Linked DNA regions of Zea mays: region 1 is linked to region 2. Evidence: chromatin contacts called from public Hi-C data. All regions are on one chromosome and are shown on one strand. The core of a region is the stretch at or near the end of the contact, and the rest is flanking DNA. Distances in the headings are between cores, read along the strand shown. Region 1 holds the start of LOC100193460. Region 2 holds the start of LOC100282218 (60S ribosomal protein L15).

What was found. Hi-C and Micro-C count contacts between places; a contact is called where the count stands out from the background.
Region 1: a Hi-C map of ear shows a contact between it and region 2, with 2.2 times the contacts expected there. The contact joins the promoter of LOC100193460 here to the promoter of LOC100282218 in region 2. A contact is called at or near these places in 2 of 25 Hi-C or Micro-C datasets (ear and leaf).

What each region holds. Positions count from the first base shown.
Region 1 is chr7:8,840,901-8,845,368 of Zm-B73-REFERENCE-NAM-5.0, reverse strand. It overlaps LOC100193460, which reads right to left and starts at 1,775. Exons shown (of 2, transcript NM_001138576.1): 1 at 684-1,775. The coding sequence starts at 1,045. LOC103631991 (a long non-coding RNA gene) reads right to left here. Exons shown (of 3, transcript XR_002263812.2): 3 at 2,401-2,895.
Region 2 is chr7:8,681,017-8,685,494 of Zm-B73-REFERENCE-NAM-5.0, reverse strand. It overlaps LOC100282218 (60S ribosomal protein L15), which reads left to right and starts at 3,063. Exons shown (of 4, transcript NM_001155130.2): 1 at 3,063-3,117; 2 at 3,198-3,364; 3 at 4,462-4,478. The coding sequence starts at 3,114.

The DNA.
Region 1 (4,468 bases), core at 526-3,025, 160 kb before region 2:
TGAATGAAAAGTGGTGTCCAGGTAGGATACTTGGGCAGCCATCCAACCAGAAAAGGTATGGACGGTTTGGTCTAGAGCTTCACCCAGGCACAAGAAATTGGCTCGGTAACAACCAACACATTCTGATTCATGATCAGAGATGTTGACCATATGGAAGCAAGTTCAATTCATCCACAGCCATGCTTGGACACTCCAACCGAGGTCAAATATAGTAGACTGTAGACCTGCTACACGAGGACTTGGCCCAACCTTATCCAATTAACCCACCACCTAGGAACAACAAAAGGATGACCACCATTACCAGTGGACATGAGGCTCATGACAAACCGTTGACTTCTCCATTGGGTAGTGTTTCCAAATGTCAGCACAACTGCAAGTGACCATCCGTGACTTAAAATCAAATGCACGTCGCAGAGACCCAAAACGAGAACATTCCTCTAGAGATCAGGGGCAAGCCACATGTCCACCAGCCAAAATGACGAGAACATTCCTCTAGAAATCAGAGGCAAGCCACATGTCCACTAGCCGAACTGACGCCTAACTAACTAGAATGGTGAACACCACACATCACATGGCATGCATTCCCCAAACTCGAGACTAGAATATTACCAAATTCACCCACAATCTCAACCAGATGATAGTATTAGTAGTAAGGGGAAACATGGCAAGAGCACAGCACATACCTTGGCTCGAATTCCTTGACCTGCGTGAGCGTGAGATCCTTCCCCAGCAAATCCTTCCACTTCACATTGCCTTTCACCGCATTCTTACTGCTGTCCTCGCAATTAGCCCTCTTCAAGCAACTCTTGGGAGCCACCGCCACCTCCCGATAGCACTTGTCACCATCACCGACGCCATCGCCGCCGGTTGCCGCCACAGATTCCTCGATCTTCTGGACCACGGGCGGCTTGTCCTCGGCGACAGCGGCAGGGCTCGGGGACCCGGACTCCGGGTCACCGACTGCAACGTCTTTGGATTTGGGGAGGCAGGGGAGGTAGCACAGGGGAGGAGCGCAGTAGCTCTCACAGTGGGAAGAGCTCCTCATCAAAATGGCGAATTGGGGAACTGAGCTCCGAGGAAACCCAGCACATCAACCAAAGCCTCCCGAAGAAACGGATCAGACGAGGACACCGCCCGCCGCCACCAAGAGCGGGCACGGAATCACCCGGCGAGCAGCAGCCTCGACCGCAGAGCAGTCGCTCGCCGCTGCAATCTGAACCTGTTGAATCAAAGAGCTCCAACTGCCCGCGCGCGCCAGCCAAGAAACCAAATCTCCGCGCACGCAGCAAGGTCGAGGCAGCCACAGCAGATCGAATCTTGCACCAAAAGGTCTCCTTTTTCCAGGGACCAGGAGGAGTTGGAAGGGGGGCTGCGAGAGGAGAGAGGAGAAAGGCAAGTGGATGTGGGTCTCCCCTCCTCTCCCCTCCTCTCAACAACGAAGCACAAAGCAAGCGGGGAGACGGAGAGAGAGGAAAGGGGAGGAGAGGAATCCGGCGGATAAAGATCGAAGCTTTTGCTGCACTGCGTTGCCCCTGCGCTGCTTTGCGTTGCCCCGCGCCCCCGCCTCGCCGGTTCGCGGCCCGCCCCACAAGAAACCGAGCAAGCAAGAAAAAAAATCACCCAAGAAACCGAATTGTTGATGGAGGGGAGGGAGTGGCGAGAGGGGTCAAGTGGGGGCGACGGATAAAGACTCGAGCTGTCTGGTCTCAGAGAAGTGGAAATGGAAGCGCATAATTGTGGCGGCCTACGAGTGCTGGAGAGGTAGCATCACCATTTTTCGCTCCAGTGGAAATGTGGTATGGAAGAAGACAAGTGCCGGTAGAAAACGACGTGGGATTTTGTTGCGTTTTCAGCGGTTTTTTGTGAACTGCCTTTCTTTTTGGGGGCTTTCCAGTTCCAGGATTTTTGTTAACTGCTGTGAAGAGCCCTGAACCCCGCCGCTCAGGCAACTCAAGGCATTAAGGCATCCAGGATCCCCTACAACCAGTCTCTCTGTATCTATATACGGAGTTTGTGTGCCTTTGTGGTAATTTTGATGGTTTGTCTTCTCCTAACTTGAACCTAGGAGTATTATTTTATAAAGTCGCGTGACATGGTACTATAGCTAAGATTGAATGCAAAAGTACATTCTTAACTTATTTAGTTCTGTTTTTAATGTATTATAACTAATAATTAGCTAGAGATATCTAAACAACCTAACTAACTAGGTAGATGCTCGTGCGTTGCAACGGTATACAAAATATTCAACAAATTGTTAATGCATAAAAAATAACACCACATATTTCAGTTACACCAAAAAACGATACATTCCCCGCTTGCAAGGTTAGGGCCGCATTTGCTTCCTACTTTGCACCTCAGCGAACAACAAAAACCAAAGAACCATACAGTCCATAGACGCACTTGCACACTTGAAGAGCACTACATATCTCGTTATCCTCCCATACACCTCCTGAACAACATGAGCCTGATTCCTACGCATCTATTCCTCGATGTTGTTCACATTAATAAGGGTCTAAGAGTGGGGATGGGTTGCAACAACATACAAAATATTAATATATAATGGTTACATAGAAACTAAACATATATAATATCATCAATCTCAATATCCTACAATTCCTTTGTCAAGAATCAATATCTGTTACTATAAACAACGGTGAGGGGGCACCAGAGGCCTGGGAACCGCGAGCAGGCGCGGCAGCGGTGGACTGCATTAAACATTGTGACATCAGGATCACTGTTTTATGTTGCCTACTTGTATGTAGATGAAATTCTAGATACATATATTTTACTATGTACTTAGACATGATGTATATCTAGGTGCATAGCAAAACCTATATGCACATAAAAGTCAGAACGACTTACAACTTGGAATGAAGTAGATGGCTTGTCACCAACCTACAATATAAAGGATGCCCGATACAATTGGTTAATAAAAAAATGACAAGGGATGATGCAGGAAACAAATACACTACTTATGTAGCAACAATCAACCAAAAAACATTTTCAACAGATTTCTCTACTGTATTTGCCTGTTCCCCCTTTGCATTGTTAAATGTAGAAAGTATAACCGTATAATAATAGAAGAAAACTGAAAGGGAATTAGGCTTACACCTAGTCCCTAATTAATTTTGGTGGTTGAATTGCCCAACACAAATAATTGGACTAACTAGTTTGCCCAAGTGTATAGATTATACAGGTGTAAAAGGTTCACACTCAGCCAATAAAAAGATCAAGTTTTGGATTCAACAAAGGAGCAAAGAGGCAACCGAAGGCACCTCTGGTCTGGGGGCACCGGACTGTCCGGTGTACACCGGACAGTGTCCGGTGCACCACCGGACAGTGTCCGGTGCACCAGAGGACTCAAACTCAAACTTGCCACCTTCGGGAATTTTCAGAGGCACTCCGCTATAATTCACCGGACTGTCCGGTGTACACCGGACAGTGTCCGGTGCTCCAAGGAAGAGCGGCCTCTGGAACTCGCCAGCCTCGGGAAAACGCAGCGGCTACTCCGCTATAATTCACCGGACTGTCCGGTGTACACCGGACTGTCCGGTGTACACCGGACTGTCCGGTGAACCAGCAGAGCAACGGCTACTTCGCGCCAACGGTCACCTGCAGGCGCATTCAATGCGCGCCAGAAGCGCACAGAAGTCAGGCACGCCCATACTGGCGCACCGGACATTGAACAGTACATGTCCGGTGTGCACCGGACGTCCAGGCGGGCCCAGAAGACAGAAGCTCCAACGGTCGAATCCCAACGGCGTTGGTGACGTGGCTGGCGCACCGGACATGTCCGGTGTGCACCGGACTGTCCGGTGCACCATACGACAGACAGCCTCCACCAACGGTCAAGTTTGGTGGTTGGGGCTATAAATACCCCAACCACCCCACCATTCATAGCATCCAAGTTTTCCACTTCTCAACCACTTACAAGATCTAGGCATTCAATTCTAGACACACCAAAGAGATCAAATCCTCTCCAATTCCACACAAGGCTTTAGTGATTAGCGAGAGAGATTTGCCGTGTTCTTTTGAGCTCTTGCGCTTGGATTGCTTCTTTTCTTTCTCACTTGTTCTTGTGATCAAAACTCCATTGTAATCAAGGCAAGAGGCACCAATTGTGTGGTGGCCCTTGCGGGGAAGTTTTGTTCCCGGCTTTGATTTGAGAAGAGAAGCTCACTCGGTCGGAGGGACCATTTGAGAGAGGGAAAGGGTTGAAAAAGACCCGACCTTTGTGGCCTCCTCAACGGGGAGTAGGTTTGCGAGAACCGAACCTCGGTAAAACAAATCCGTGTGTCTCACTACTTATTTGCTTGAGATTTGTTTTCCACCCTCTCTCGCGGACTCGTTTTTACTTCTAACGCTAACCCGGCTTGTAGTTGTGTTTATATTTGTAAATTTCAGTTTCGCCCTATTCACCCCCCCTCTAGGCGACTATCAATTGGTATCAGAGCCCGGTGCTTCATTA
Region 2 (4,478 bases), core at 1,814-4,313:
TACCTTATTAAATTGATCATTTCCCATCAAAGCTTAATTGCTAAATTACATATCCTGATATGCATATATCTTACTTATTGCATTCATTAGATTGCAATCTCGCTGTCGGAGAGTACGTGCTCATCCCTGAGCAAGGAGCACTACACTTAACGTTTGTAGGCTTGTAATGTGCACTTAAGTGTAGGAATTGCTTGAAACCCTAGTTGCATGAATTCAGAATTCCTTTTAGATGGATACTAGTATGATAGGTCGAGTAGCTGCTTTGCTAAAACAGGATCTCGGTAGAAGTCGAGTGATTTTTCTAGCACTCACGCGAGGTCAGGAATTGATTGTATTCAACTTGATAACGGAATTTATGATGGTCTATGGACTTGGATCCAGGGAGGATGCCTTGTCCATGAGATAGGAAAAAGGAATTAAGGATTAATGTGTGGATACCCGTGTCAAGCGTTTGAACGTACTAAACACATGTCGGGAAATATGGTAACCGGTAAACCTAGTACCTGAGTGAAGCCGGGCGCAGACTTTACCCCTCACTTGTCCTGAGATTGGGTCTCTCATGCTAGCTATGGTGGGTACAAGTGCGGTCACTGCACGACGACAGTCGGGGTCAGTGGAGCATTGTATGCCAAGGCGGTGAGGTCTGGCCGCGAACGGGGAATCGATGGGGATGATCCTGATGCCAAACAATTGCATGGTCTAGAGGTAGAGGAGTAGATTCCTCACGCTGGGTAAGTCTAGCTGAGTATCAGTATACCCAGCCTTGCTTGTGGCATAATTTTTGTAGGTACGCTTCAGGATATGGTTGATGGTGTAACTTGGCCTACCACCATGCCACCGGGTTGGACGATCGAGGGGGATGCTGCTCCAATAGGAGAGGAGCAGGAGGAATAGTGGCCAGACCTTGCCCTATCCCTCACTTTCGACGATATCGATTATCCGCTTCAGTTTATTTTGTGAACTTTTCTCAGCTACTTGAAAAACTCCGATTTATGTAATAACTCCAGTACTTTAATTTGAGGTTTCCTATTTTTATTGTATTTCTTATGTGACTCACCTTCGAGTGAGGTTGTGGTATTTGATCCTGGATAAGTGGCTTTATCAGACTAGATCTGAGGGACTGACAGGTTATTCCGATTTAAGTGTGTTGCGGCCTTTAAGGCGTGACTTGGGCACTTAAGCTGGAATAATTCGGGCGGTTCTGCCACACAAATATCTTGCCTTTTTCAATTTGATTTCATGTTACTAGGATTCAGTGCAGTAGTTTAAGATATATAATGTTTTTTCTATTTTTGAATGATTTTTTAGTACTATTAAACTACATATGTTTCTTATCACCTGGCTATTCTGTATTCGATGACCATCCCAAGAAACTATGCTCAAATTATTACTAGCCAAGCTTTCTGGGTGCAAATATCTTCCCTTTTGAGTTTGATATCTTGTTACTAGAATCCAGTGCAAAGGTTATTTTTCTCTCACCATCATTTTGTTTCTCCGGTGTAATGGTAGAGCAGAAGTGTGGTTTTGCTAATTGTTGAGTTGGCCTTTTTTGTTTCAGCTTCCATATGAAGTCATGACACCTCTTCAAGCAGCAGTTGCCGGTGTTCAAAAGGTATCGTAGTTTAACACACAAGCTATTGTGGTTTGTCAAAAAAAGAATAGTAGCACATCTTGCTGTTATCATACCACTTTTATTTGCTGAAAGGAAAATGTTCCAAATAGAAGGTGAATGTTGAGTTGTAACTCATTTGTATTTTTTCAGTGTTTGGTGGGGAAGTAAAATATTCTTCTGAAAGTGTTGTGGAGTTCCTGTTTCGAATCCTAGTTTGGTAGATACGATACCTCTGCATGTAGGATCTCAGACTTACTATTGCCGCTAATACACATCCTATGCTCGCTGAACTACTACAGAGATGATGGCAGAAAGATCCTACTCTAAGACCAACCTTTGCACAGATTGTGGATACACCGAACTCTATAAACGAGGTGTGCATTCACACAAAGAACTACATGCATTTACCCTTCTTTTGGTTTCATCTTATTCTATATTTTTTCACACGCTATATTGTAGGTGGTTCGGAGTTCTTTGCATCACAAGAGGCATCTAGGTCGATCTCACTCTTCTTCGTATTCATGCCTGCTGCGCAGGATGGCACCATAGCGCTGATGGAGTTGGACGATGTCATCAGGCTCGACTGGGTGTGGATGGGATGAACTCTGCTCGTGTTGAAGGAGAGAGAGAGATCGTGCTTGGCTTGCGTGAGACCATATTCCGGTTCATATTTTTTCATGGGTCATGTTAATTATTATGTCATATTACACAACTTCAGATATTTATGTCTTTGTGAGAGAAGTAACAAAATAGTTTCACTTCATGGCTACTCTCGGATGTGTTCATGCCGCTGCCACTAATTGTATAAGTGTAACATTGTATTTGTTAGCAAACAATTTTTGATGTTAGCAAACAATTTTTGAGACATTAAAGTTGGTGATGATATAAGTGTTATTCGTTTGTATGTAATTGTTGTGCACTAATATTTTGCTGAATATTTTGTGTGCCGTGGCATATACTGACATACCTAGTGACAGCAAGAACAAACGTGAGGAGAAACCTAGGCTTGAGTCTAAGAAATTGTGTTATCACCGAGTCGAATCAGAATTCAAGCCGAAGTGAGTCATACATTTCTGCGCTCGCTTTTAAGGTTAAACATGTTTATTTGTGGATTAATGTCTAGTGTGAAATGTTTCTGCAGCTCCAAATATATGGATTGCAGTGTCGTTTTGAATTCCAAACTAGAGTCGTTTTCCTAGTCCTAGCTACCTTCCAATGTTTACATCCATGTTTTCATGCATATCCGAATCTTCATCTGAAAATGGAAAATGATCAAGCCTGTTTTTATCTGAAGCCCATCTGCTTATGCGAGGAAGCCCAGCTCGCTCGGCCCACTTTTGCAACATCCACCTCGCCTGCTCCAAACCCTAGCCCATCCGACGGCCACGAGACTCCCATCGTTCGGATATAAGTGCCCCTCCAACCGAAAACCTGTCCTTCTCCGCGCACTCCACCCCACTCGCCGCCGCCGCTGCCACCGCCGCTTGCTGCCGCAGCCGCCATGGGTGAGCAAATGTTCTGTGGTCTCTCCGTGCAGGCGAACCTTTGCGCGTCGTCTCTCTCTGATAGTCTGTTCGTCGCGCAGGGGCGTACAAGTACGTGTCGGAACTATGGAGGAGGAAGCAGTCGGACGTGATGCGCTTCGTGCAGCGCGTGCGCTGCTGGGAGTACAGGCAGCAGCCGTCCATCGTCCGCCTCACCAGGCCCACCCGCCCCGACAAGGCCCGTCGTCTCGGCTACAAGGCCAAGCAGGTAGGTCTTCTCGCCTGCCGCTCTGTTCTCTTGCCTGCCGCGAGATAGTGATGTAGAAATAGGTTGGTGGAGGGCTTGCAGCCATTTAGGATTTGATCTGCGCAATCATATCACCGTTTGCTGGTTTGTGTTTATAAGATTTTTACGGCTGTGGGCGACCATTTCTACTGTAATAGATATACGATAGATCGTCGTCAGTTTTTTGTTTGCGAAATGTAGAACTGCTTTTGGTTATCACTCCGACGTACGCCGTCCACTACTACAATACAAGCATGCAGCTGAGCCTATGTTTGGGCATGGTTAAGATTTTTGGATTGGATATTTAATGCTTGAATTTAGATATAAGATATTGTAGCTACTTGTTGTGTTGGAATTATTTGAACACAACTCAAAAGTGAGTTCTTACGATTGCTGCATATGATGGTTCATCACATCTGGACCATAAACTTAATATCGTTTGGTGTGGGTTATTTTGTAGTCATCAGTAATTTTGATATCTGTAGTACACAAAATAAGTCTTCATTGGCCACTAGCTGAGGACATGAGCATAATGTAAATAAATAAATAAACGGTGTTACATTGTATCACCATGTAAAAATCAGCCAACCATATTGTGATTAAGTGGCTTAATTCATGTTAGCCTAGCCTTTTTTTTTCACACCAGGGTCTTGTTACGGGTCTGTTTGGTTCGTGACTAACTGCGTCACACTTTGCCTAAGGTTAGTCGTTCGAATTGGAGAACTAACCTTAGGCAGAAAAGTTTGGCAAAATGTGGCAAGTTAGGCAGCGAACCAAACAGGCCCTTACTCCCACTGTGGCAAACTATTAAGATGTTTTGGCATCTCTAGATTCATAACTTTTACGTCGAATCTAGACATAATATATCCAGATATGCAGCAAAAGTTACCAATCTAAAAGGCCAAAAATGTTTTATAATTTGGAACGAAGGGAGTAATAATTTTTTGGTGTATCTGTGTATGATTTTTGAGAAGACTGTTAGTATGCTATGTTGCCTTGTTTGCTTCATCTTACAATTGCAGTTTGAGTATATATGTCCTGATTTTGTCTGACGTTGTGTTGTGGTAATTCATCTTCAGGGATATGTTGTCTACCG